Regions from separate parts of the Capsicum annuum genome. Here region 2 is linked to region 1. The links are chromatin contacts, called in public Hi-C maps. All regions are on one chromosome and are shown on one strand. The core of a region is the stretch at or near the end of the contact, and the rest is flanking DNA. Distances in the headings are between cores, read along the strand shown. Region 1 holds the start of LOC107856601 (guanylate kinase 2). Region 2 overlaps LOC107863577 (protein FAR-RED IMPAIRED RESPONSE 1).

The links. A called contact is a pair of places that touch in the nucleus more often than the background predicts.
Region 2: a Hi-C map of leaf shows a contact between it and region 1, with 2.1 times the contacts expected there. The contact joins the enhancer-like site here to the promoter of LOC107856601 in region 1. A contact is called at or near these places in 2 of 5 Hi-C or Micro-C datasets (leaf and placenta).

Annotation. Positions count from the first base shown.
Region 1 is chr3:159,841,797-159,847,760 of UCD10Xv1.1, reverse strand. It overlaps LOC107856601 (guanylate kinase 2), which reads right to left and starts at 3,025. Exons shown (of 11, transcript XM_016701593.2): 1 at 2,686-3,025; 2 at 2,281-2,316; 3 at 2,081-2,188; 4 at 1,887-1,963; 5 at 1,664-1,793; 6 at 1,012-1,374. The coding sequence starts at 2,283.
Region 2 is chr3:160,250,589-160,256,903 of UCD10Xv1.1, reverse strand. It overlaps LOC107863577 (protein FAR-RED IMPAIRED RESPONSE 1), which reads left to right. Exons shown (of 11, transcript XM_047408402.1): 3 at 1-179; 4 at 269-325; 5 at 428-496; 6 at 626-694; 7 at 782-850; 8 at 937-981; 9 at 1,059-1,210; 10 at 1,310-1,331; 11 at 1,427-1,986. The coding sequence ends at 1,115. Among protein-coding and RNA genes, the nearest start is that of LOC107863577, 10 kb to the left of the region's middle. Within about 2 kb of position 1,638, at least 2 of the 5 cell types and tissues checked have an H3K27ac peak or open chromatin away from gene starts, as enhancers often do. A contact at or near this core is called in leaf, where this site is marked.

The DNA of each region.
Region 1 (5,964 bases), core at 1,776-4,275:
TTTTGTGGTTGTTGTAACTTGTATCACTGTTATTTTTATCATGTTGTATGTTTGCAACGTTTGACTATGGTCCTTTGTCTTGATCTGGGGTCTATCGGAAACAGCCTCTCTACTTCTTCGGAGGTAGTGGTATGAACTGCGTACATTCTACCCTCCCCAAACTCCACCAAGTGGGAATATACTGGGTTTGTTGTTGTTGTTGGCTGTTAAAAGTATGACACATGTTTAAAGGAATCGGATGGTCTTCTGACCTTGACAAGCTTCAGCTCCTAAGCTAATTTTTGGAGTTTAGATAGATTGGATGTCTTTAACATGGTATTAAAGTCTGATCCATCTTTTGTTGTGTTTCCCAACGTTGCATCCCAGTCTTATGTTCTCATGCTCCAATGTTCAGTCCTAAATGTGTGGTGATGTACTGGTGTTACAGTTGGGTGCTGCAGTGTCCCACTAGTTAAGATAATGGATCGTAGTCTCCTTATATGCTCTTTCAGTTTTCACTTCATGAATTAGCTTTTGGGAACCAACTTAGGCGCAAAGTCCATTTTCTTAACAATGTCAAATAAACTATTTTTCACCGGAAAATACCAAAGAGATAGGGGTTCCATTCTCCTGGAGAATGTACCGAAATTGAAACTTGCGCATATTCATGGGGCATGCACCAAAGAGAACAACAATACACACTTCTAATTTTTTGTTATGAATTTCTGATGTTTATATAAATTAACACAAAATAAAACTACATGAATATAAGTTTAATCTCATTTTTTAAACTTAAGAATTTTTTTTTTTCTAAAAAAAAAAAAGTAAAGTTGGAATCAAAGAAAATGTTTGCACTCCCAAAGTAGTAGTGTTATTCTTTTTGGAAGAAAAGGAGTATAAAACTTCTTTAAGATCACCAATTCACGAGTGCAAATTAACAACAGTTGCAGGTACACACAACCAGGTCCAATATGTTGTAACTAGTAATACCAATATTTTGAATTAAGAATTGATAGCATGAAGTGATGATACCCTGCCAGCATCAGCTACCACCTCAACTGCTTCAACACTGGTTCCATAAAGATTACCATGAACAGAAGCAAACTCCAGGAATTTCCCATCCTTTATCTCTCTCTCCATTACACTGCGGTCACTGAAATGGTAATGAAACCCATTCTGCTCTTTTTCTCTTGGTGTCCGAGTTGTGTGGCTCACAGAAAATCCAAACATAGATGGAAACTCTTTCATTAGTCCAGATATCAAGGTACCCTTCCCCACACCAGAAGGGCCACTAATGACAATAGGCTTCTCAACATTGCCTAAAACTCCCTTACTCCAGGCAACCACCTCATTGCCACGTGCCTTTTCCTGTTCTCTTATAAATGGGGTGCCCACCTAAAAAGTATTAAAAGTGAGTGGCTGCAAATTAACTCATTCAAGGGTATCGAATTATATTCAAACAGTTAAATTAATCAATCACCACAATTTTGACATTTTTTATATTAATGATTGATAAATACAAACAGGCAACTCCACTGGATCTGCACACAAGCATCTCCAATTAAACATTTTGGAGAAATGCTGATCTGAGTAATCAACAGAGATTCAGCAAGAGATCTTGACTTCCATGTTTAACAGACAGAATAAAAACCTTTGCATATCTAAAAGCCATAAATTAACCAACCTCAAGAAACCAAAAGCAGCCATCAGACTTGGAATCTCCCTGAATGACCAATACACGATCACCATTTAAAAGCACAGCTGAGTGGCCATTTGAAAGCTTGGGTTTAGTACCCAGTACAGTGGGGTTTATCCTGCAATTAAATCCAGTTTTTGTTCTTCTTGCCAAAAAAAGCTACAGAATAACCAGATTGGTTACAAAACATGCTACATATCCAGAAACTCACCATTCCCTACTAGATTTGTCAAAGATTTGTACACCAATGACCGATGTCAATTCCTGATCAGCCCCACCAATCACATACTGGTGAAAAATAGGGAGGCAGAACATTCATTCATGAATATATTCATTTGGGCATATTAAATTGGAAAGAATGCACATCACAGAAGAATATCAAAATAGTATGTTGAATCATCATACAATTTTAGAGCCAACACAAATAGCTGTTTCGTGGCCCTTTGATTTCAAATCAACCCCATTTGGAATATCTCCCAGGAAACTATCAGCAAAGAAAACTGGAGCTTCTCCCTGAACACCAGAGAGATCAAGAAAAGATCACAACAAAAGAAGACAAATATATACTTTAAACTAATAGCGCAAATCAAGACTAATGCACTCACCATAGATGTAAGTATTCCTTCCTATAAAAATTCAACCTGACCAAGAAAAAATCACAAATCAGATTATAAATCCACATGAAAGAATTATGCATTCCCTTGAGAAAAAATGAGAAAGAAAATCATATCGCCTACAAATTAATAACAGAACTAGATCATGCAGTAACCAAATTAAGGATGAAACAGAAATTCATATGATACTAAGATCCCAATGGATAACTAAGAAGCCAAAATAAAACTGTAGGAAAACAGAAGCCATGAAATATCATGCTGCCTTGAGCAAAAAATAAATAAATAAAAACCCATAAAATATCCTCAAATGAAATGAATGCACACAGAAATAAAGATACACACGTAAAGCTATAGGTGCGTCCCTCAATTACAATTGGAAAACCCATAAAACATTACCTGATATTTTGTGAATTCAATTTTAATTGGTGCTGTATGTATGTATTATATGAAGAAGGGGAAGGAAGGGGTAATATATTAATTGAAAGAGAGAGATATGTCAAAGAAGAAGAAGAATAAAGTTTGAAAAGTCAGCAAGTTTGACAAAGGAGGAGGAAGAAAGTTTTGCCATATTTGTTGGCGGAACAAGGAATGTGGAAGAGAGGCACATGGTGACCAAAGAGGAGCTTTTTTGGTCCAGTTCACTTCATCAAACCAGCCCCGCCCCCAGCTTATTTTCTCTATTATTTCGAGTATTTTCTTTCTCTATTTTATTATATTTTCTTTCTTCTTTATTCATGAGAAAAGGCATAAGTACCGCCGTATTTTATTATTAATATTTCAATTTCATATCTTTTCTTTGCAAAAGATCTAATATACCCCATGAATTTTTAAAAAGTGAAATTAATTCCACTCTAAAAATGTTATCTTCGAATCTTAACTAAATGGTAAAATACACACACCTATTCTATTATAGCTTGTTTTGATGATGATCAGTTGACAACAAGAGATCAGGTCCCTCGGCCTTCATGAAAACGTACAATTGTCACTTCTCTGCCCAGTTTTGTCTGTTAGTGTAACAAATTATGCAATTGAATTGTGTACCAGACAAGACATCTGTCCCAATCAAAATTCTACTCTAACCATTATCCCACTATAAATAGAAAAGAATACTTCTCAATTCAATAGGTTTTGCAATTTGATTATTCAAGACGAAAATGGCGAAAACTCAATATTGCTCAAGTTTCAGGTTTCTGTGTGCTGAGAGAGTTATTGTTCTTAAGTCAAGTCTTGGTCTGTAATCGAATTACTCATCTTATAAGAGTAATGTTTTTCTTGTGTCTGTAGAGTGCTTAGGTAGAGTTATCTGAGTTGATATTGATAAGAGTTAATCAATACTTAGAAGAGATCTTGAGGGAGTTGTCAAGGAGAGTTTGTAATAGCGTTATTACAAATTAGTGGAGCTTAGGGTTAAGTTATAATGGAGTCTTTAATCATAAGTTTGATTATAGTGGATTCTTGAGTGCTTTTAAGGGCAAGCCGTGGTTTTTCCTCTCTTGAGCAAGGAGGTTTCAACGTTAAATCATTGTGTTTCTTTAATCTCTTGCAAAATTTATTTCCTTACTTTTTTACTGTTTTATTCCTGTATCTGACTCTGAAAGACTTGGTCCCTTATAAGGTGGTGCACCTCCCAACAATTCATCAATTGGTATCAGAGCAAGGAGACTCTAAAAGGTTTACACCTAGAGTGAGTTATTGATCATGGTTGCTCTACCTAATCTGGAAGAAGGGCAATTTACCACTGGACCAACCCACTTAAATGGGTAGTAATATAGGCAATGGAAAATCAGGATATATGGCTTTATTATGGCTGAGGACAATGAGCTGATGGATGTAATACTTGATGATCCTCATGTGTCAGATAGAAAGGTCAAAGAAGGAGACATAACAAGAATGGTTCTCAAAACCAGGAGAGAATTTAATGATGAAGATCGCAAGAAAGTTGGAAAAAATTACAAGGCTAAAATATTGCTCATGTGTGGTATAGGACCATATGAGTATAACAGGGTTTCCGCTTGTGAAAATGCTAAGAAAATCTGGGACTTCCTAAAAACTGCTCATGAAGGAACAACTGATGTGAAAGATTCAAAGGTTGACATCCTGACTACTCAGTATGAAACTTTTCCATGAATAAAGGAGAAATAATACAAGAAATGCATCCTAGATTCATTTCAATCACAAATGAACTGCACTGTCTAAGGGAAGTGATTCTCTTGTATAAGCAAGTGAGAAAAATTCTAGGTCTTCTTTCTAATTCCTGGGAAAGCAAAGTGGATTCTATTACTAAGACAAGAAACCCGAAGACTCTTACATGGATGAACTTATTGGTTATCTAAAGACTCATAATCATGAAGCAACAAGGACAAAAGAAGAAAGAAGTAAAAAAAAAAATCTCTGGCATTGAAGGCATCAAATTCTGAATCAAGCAAGGAAGAAACTGATATTGCCTATTTGGCAAAAAGGATTTTTAAAGAAATGAAGAAAAGTGGTGAGTTTCGAAGAAGAAGAAGAAGAAGAAGAAGAAGAAGAAGAAGAAGAAGAAGAAGCAAAAAAGGAGGTACAGTTGAAGTTTGCCACATATATGGAAAACCTAGGCATTTCATTAAAGATTTCCCAATGCACAAAATGGATTATCAAGAATATCTAAAGTCTAGAGGTGACAAAAGAAAGAAGAAGAACCACAGAATAAAAGCTATAACTGATTATGCAGTGAAACAAGGTTTGGCAGTCTGGGGAGATTCTCCAGTGAATCTGAGAAGAATTAAAAGCTTATAGATATTTCTATGATGGCAGTGAAGGATAAGAATGTCATATTTGACTCTTTGTTTACTCTTATGGAAAACACTAAAGATGAAGAAAAAATGAGGCAATTCTTTCTGGCATTAAGGAAAATTTAGATAACTACTCTGCTAGAAAGATAAAGAAGTTTGTAAATGTGTTGGTTGATTTTGTGTGTGAATTGATTGCTGAGAAAAATATGTTAGATGAGAAAGTAGAAAATCAAGAGCTTGAATTAATTGTCTTAACTCTTTAGTTATCTAAAATAGGGGAATAGTGTTCACTAAGTTGAAAGCTAAAAATCTGAGTTTAATGAATCAACTGAAAAAAGTAGATGATTTTAATGGTAAAGGGAAAAATAATCTTATAGGCTTAAAATTGAGCTTGAAGAAAAATTGAGGGAGTCCCAAAATTATCTCATGACTGCTCTCAATAAGAACGAGGAACAAGACAAGGACATAGTCCATATAAGAGAAGAACTTAACAAATCACTAAAATGGATCACATTCCCATAAATCCTTTCTAATTTAATTGATCAAGGTGTCAATAATAGTGATGTCCTTGGATATTAGTATAAAACCCAATCACTTGGGTATCAAGATAAAGTTGTTCATGGTGTTAGAAATAAGGTCCATAAACCTATATGTACTCATTGTGGAAGAGATAGACACTTGAAGAAAAACAATCAATGTTGGCTTGGAGCTTGAATGATCAATGCTAGATACATTGAGCAGAAGAATTATTACCCTATGGGTTCCATACCCTTAAAAAATATGAAGAAGAACACTTTACCTATTTGGGACAAGAAAGATTTGATAAGATCTTTATCTTTTTTCTTTTGGGAACTCAAACTCAAGGGGTTCCAAATCTAACAAATAACTTTGATTGTAGGTAGGAGAA
Region 2 (6,315 bases), core at 389-2,888, 410 kb before region 1:
ACATTGCCTTCCGTGTCCTAGATGAAGCTTTAAAGAACTGTGTGAATGTTAACAATAGAAGTTCTGCATTGACAGAATGTAGCAGCAGTGCTGTTGGACTTCGTGATCTCGAAGGAGATACTCAAGGAATTCATTTTACCAAAACATGTAGGAAGAAAAGTACAAACAAGAAACGGAAGGTTGGTTGTAGGATCATCGATTGTTTTTACAGAACTCGTTATAATAATTTGGATCCACTTAGGTGACCATTAACATAATGTTATCTCAGGTGCACTCTGAACCAGAAGCTGCAATAGTTGAAGCTGAAGACAGCTTACAACAAATGGTTTGTTTCTTAGCACTGTAGTTGTTATTTTGCTGCCTATTGAAAATATCTTTGCTCGTGTGAGACTTTGGTGATATATTAATTTTACTTTGCTGGTTATAGGATAATCTTACTGTGGGTGGAATGACGTTGAATGGCTATTATGGCACACACCAGAATATGCAGGGACTGGTAGGTTACAATATTTCCCTAGATCATATTCCTGATTATTACTTATTCTCGCATAAAGAGAATGTGTCAGTGCAAGTAAAATTTTTTGATTTTCTACTGTTACGATCACGAATTAGAGTTCACTCGCAGATACAGTTGAATTTGATGGAGCCTCCCCATGATGGTTATTATGTTAACCAACAGAATATGCAGGGACTGGTATGTTAATTTGGTCTATTAATTTGATTTTGTATACAAGTTTGATTGAGATCAATGTAAACGAGAGCTGTTCTAATCATGCTGCAGGGACACCTCAATACAGCTACACCTGACCATGATGGATTTTTTGGGTCTCAACAAAGCGTTCCAGGACTAGTATGCTATGCTACTATTTAACGTTCTTGGCTAGAAATTACGATTCAGAGTATGAATATTTTAAAATGATTCTTCCATTCATTTAGGGGCATTTGGATTTTAGGCTGCCAAGTTTCACATATGGTTTGCAGGTTTGTCCATTATCTCCAGTTTTGCATTTCGTAATTTACAGGGGACAAATAACATCCAGCATCTTATGTCACTTCAGGATGAGCCTAGTCTAAGAGGTGCTCAGCTGCATGGAAACAATGCTAGACATGCATGATGATGATTGCTTCTTTTGATTGTGCGCTTCCTTTTGAAAGAGAGCTCATCAAATTTTTGTTAATGGATACCAAGTGTTTCCTGTTTCTAGATTAGGTAATACTGCACTGTTGTCCTTCCACTACTGCTTTTAAATTTCAGAACAGCGCAGACTGCTTGGTCTAACTTTTTTTTTTTTCATATTGTGCTTTCCAGTTTGATGACTGAATTACTGTGGGTAAGTATTTGCTACTTGAGGAAATTTCTTTGCTACTATCAAATAAATTTGGATTTCTGAACTGTTATAATTATTCACTTGTGTATTCATTGAAGTTGACACTAAAGGCTGGAGCAGCAAGTTCCAATTTTGATGTCATGCCTTGGTAGATGGATTTTAGGTTATTGTTGTACCCTTTTCTCACAGCAGTGGAAGTTCAAGTTGGTTTACAAAACCAGATGTATATCTTAAGTAAATATCAGAGATGACGATTCACAATTTTTAGACGCCAAAGGAAATTTGAATTTTTTCATGAGCCTAGTCTCCGTTTGTGTTTCCCTTGTTGCCGACTTCTCATTACTCATGGTGGAAGCTGTTATTTCGTGGCATCACTTATTGTCCTAGGTTCAGGGACTCTATCCACCTTTGAATTATTATCCAAGGAGTATAACTTTTTAAGTGAGAATGTAAGCGATTTTTCTATCCCATCAGGTCGTCATTTACAAATTATTCACTTCGAAAATTTTTGGATTAGCAACTTGAAAAATAAGACTGCAAACCTTGTATTGCAGGTTAAACTGCACTGTTGTAAAATTTTATGTCCGTGGCGATAAGTTTAATCTTCCTTCAAGAATATGATGCCATAACCAACTTTGATTAGTTGAATGTGTTCCATCTAAATGGAATGTATCATGCATGGGAGAGCATTTATTACAAGTTGTTCATCTTTCATCAATTGGTCTTTGCTGTTTCTTCTCGTTCTCTATGTAATCTACTTCCCACTACATGTTCTAATTACATTTCATGTAAAGTCTCAATATGTAGCTTAGTGTAATGACCCCTACATCATCATGCCACATAGGCACCACATGGAATAAAGTGAAGTCTCACATAAGAGCAAGACTACACTTTAGTAGAATATTCTAGAGAATTAGTGATATTTCCCAAGGAAAATTCTAGAATTCCTTAGATTTGCATGGAAAGTCTGGAATCTCCTAGTATTGTAGAAGGCTCTAGGGACAGGACTATTTTGTAAATATTTAGGGACTTTGTAACAGTTCTTATTTACACATTAGCTCTTACTTGAGTAGTATAAATAGAGAGACACTTATTTGTAATAGCATTAAGCAAAAATCTTTCAAGTTCTCTCTAATATAAAAGTCTCCTTTGAAAATTCTCTTATCTGTTTCTTAAAATTAGCTTTCTCTTAGCGATGTAGTGTTAAAAAGGCTTATTTGAGCTTGTAAGACCGTGAAAGATTTGTGAGTAAGTTGTCAATTGTTGCACGGGATACTTAGTAGATGTCTAAGTCATTGACAACATGGTATCGAAGAAAAGATTAATACTAAGGGAATGGCAAACGAGGGACATTAATGCTGCTAGCACCACCAACGTCTAATAGGATGCTACAGAGAAACACCAAAAGAGGAGAAAGAATCATAAGGGTGAGGAACTAATGTCCGACTCCACAAAATGAAGTGCTGGCATCCTACTCACCTTAGGCTACTGGGGCGAGTGACAACGAACTAGAGAAGGTGTCCCAAGATGTCACGTTGGGAATACAATGGACCGCTAGGGTTGACATGATGAGGTAGGTAGTGGAGATTTTTAGGAAACGTTAAACGAGATCGATGACAAGTTCATGACTCTTGAGGACTTCATCCTTGAGGAGAATGAAAACGTCTGAAAAGAGTTGGAAGGGGAGATGGGGGAAACAATCACTTGGAGTGTCGGCTCATGGAAGCATTAACCATGAAGGCTAAGATGAAGGCACTCGAGGGGGAGATTCAAGATGGAGGGTCTGCGACATTCGAAAAAGAGAGGGAGGCCAAAATTGAGGCTCCGAAGCCACCTATGTTCAAAGGCGTTCGTGATGCACAAGAGGTTGATAATTTTCTTTTGGCATTTGGAGAATTATTTCAAGTGCAAAAAGGTGAAGAGTGATGAGAACCAGATCAACACTGTTGTGTTGTATCTCTCAGAAATGGCCATGCTATGGTGGAAACGTCTGAAATGGACAAGGGACTTTGCACCATCAACACATAGAAGTAATTTTGAGCAGAGTTCAAGAGGGCTTTCTTTCCCAACAATGTACTCTATGAGATGGACCACAGGTTTCGTGAGTTGAAGCAGACAGGCAGCATACGAGCATACGTGAAAGAGTTCCCCATTCTTACGTTTCAGATTCCCAACCTCAGATGAAGATAGTTGTTCCACTTTGTGGATGGGCTACAAAATTGAGCCAAGAGAGAGTTGGAGGCGGACATGTTAGTACTATTGATGAAGCCATTATACAGATTGAAGCTTTGACAAACTTTAGGCGTGACAAACATGACAAAAGTAAAGTTAAGGATAGAAGGAGTTGTCATGCCAAAGGTAGGGGAGATAGGAATAATAGTCGCACCCCAAAAATCATGACATCAATAAGTTCGATGATAGAAGTTAGGATACCAAAACTGCATCGAGAAAAATGCGTATACAATGAAGGGAGCTGTCTGCTACATGTGTGGTGGACCGTACGGCTATGTAACGTGCTCTAAATGAAGATGAAAGGATAAAGATGCATAGGACTGAGGATAAGGTTCAGGCATGACACAGTTGGGCATTATTGGACTATATAAAGCAATCACAAAGCAGTCGGAGAGACCGTAGGAATACAACACCCAATGTATAGTCGACCTGCTCGAGCTATGGTTGACTCGAGTGCAGAAACCAATATCATGACCAAGGAAGCAACAACAAAGTTGGGGTTGAGTTTCAGTCTAAGCAATAACTGTCTCAAGACAGTCAATATGCCACTTACTCTTGTGTGTGGAGTTGCTAAATGAGTAAGCATCAAATTGGGCAAGCGGTAATTGGGCAAGCGGTAAGGTAAAACCAACTTCACTAGCGCTCTTGTAGATATTTTTAATATAATTCTTGGGTAGGAGTTCTTCTACCTCTAATTGCTCTTGCTTATGGAGCGAGAAAGATCTTGTAAAGTTCCTATGTTTAAACTTCCAAAAATGGAAGAACAAACACAATTATCGGTGATGCATCTTGTGAAGGGCCTTAATAAGGGGAGCCACCATTGCAAGTTTGGGTGAAGACAGTGGTGCCCAAACATTGCCATTCTATATAGAGAAGGTGCTTTAAGAGAATTAGAACGTGATGCATGAAGAAATTCTGAAGCATTTACCTTTTAGGCGCGAAATAGATCATAAGATCAAGTTAGAGCCTGGAGCTAAGGCATGCACATAGGCCTCATACAACATAGCTCCACCCGAGTTAGAGGATTTAAGAAAGCATTTGAAGGAATTGCTTGAAGTCGGTCATATCCACCCATTGAAAGCCCCTTATGGAGTGCCAGTCTTATTTCAAAAGAAGAAGGATGGGTCGTTGCGGCTAATCATAGACTATAAGGCACTCAACAAAGTAACAGTAAAGAATAAGTACCTTATCTCGCTTGTTGTTGACCTATCAAAGTCTTGGAAAGAATAAATACTTTACTAATGTGGATTATCGAAAGGGTTACTATGAAATACGCATAGTATAGGGGATGAGCCAAAGACGATATGTGTGACGAGATACGGAGCCTACGAGTGGTTGGTGACGCCCTTTGGCTTAACCAATGCACCCGTACCTTTAGCACACTATTGAATAACATTTTTAGCCCTACTTGGACCAGTTTATGGTAGTGTACCTAGACGGCATAGTCATTTGCAATAACATTTTAGAAGAGCATGATGAGCACTTGAAAAAGGTTTTCTAGGTCTTACGGGAGAACTAGCTTACATCAAATAAAAAAAGTGTGAGTTCGCCCTATATGAAATACACTTCTTGGGTCATGTCATTATACAGGGGTGATTACATATGGACGAGGCCAAGGTGCGTGTTAGAGGAACCCACGAAGGTGACCGAGCTTAGATCTTTACTTGGACTTGCTTACTATTATCACAGGTTCATTAGCAGCTACTCTGCTAAGGCTGCCCCACTGTCCAAGTTACTGAAGAAGAATAAACCATTGGTTTGAAGCGAGCATTGTCAAAAGATATTTGAAGATCTTATGACTGCCATGAAAGAATAACCAATCTTGGCACTGCTTGATCTCATTAAGACATTTAAGGTACACACTTATGCTTCTGACCTTGCTATTAGAGGTGTCTTGATGCAAGATAGACACCCTATTGCTTTTGAGAGTTGCAAGCTAAACAAACAGAACGACAATACACCATACAAGAAAAGTAGATGTCATTCACAGTGCATTGCCTAGTCACATGAAGACATTACTTGCTTGGGTCCAAGTTCATGGTTAAGACCAACAATGTGACCACAAGCTACGCCTAGTAAAAAAAAAAGCTCACATCAAAGCAAGCTAGGTGGTAGGATTTCTTGGTTGTATTTTACTACATGTTAGAGTACAAGCCGGGCAAAGGTAACGTTGTGGTTGAATCCTTGAGTAGAAAGTTTGAGCGTGTTTCCATCACCATGACCAACTATGACATTCGAGTTGCTATCAAGAATGGAATGTAACACGACTTGGAAGCAAAACAATTTATGGAGTTAGATGCTAAGGCAAGGTGAGATGTTTCTGGTTCAAGGATGGACTATTTCTCACCATAGTTCAGAGGGTTTAGGTGCCCAAATTTGGAACATTAGACGACATATCATGAAGGAAATCCACAATACATTATGTGCCGGACACTCGAGCCATTGCCACACAAGGTCCTTGATTGAGTCAGTCTATTATTGTCCACACATGTATGAAGATATTGGATGTTATGTGCGGACTTGTCTTGTGTGCCAACAAGATAAAGTGGAGCAGCGACAACCCGGAGGACTCATTGAGCCATTACCTATTGTAGAATGTGTCATTACCTATTGTAGAATGTCAATGAGAGAGTATGATTATGGACTTTGTCACTTGTTTCCAAAGTCCGAAGGATATGGGACGATTATGGTCATAGTGGATATATTTTTAAAGTATGCTAGCTTCATGCATGCCACAGTAGGTTATACCGCCAAA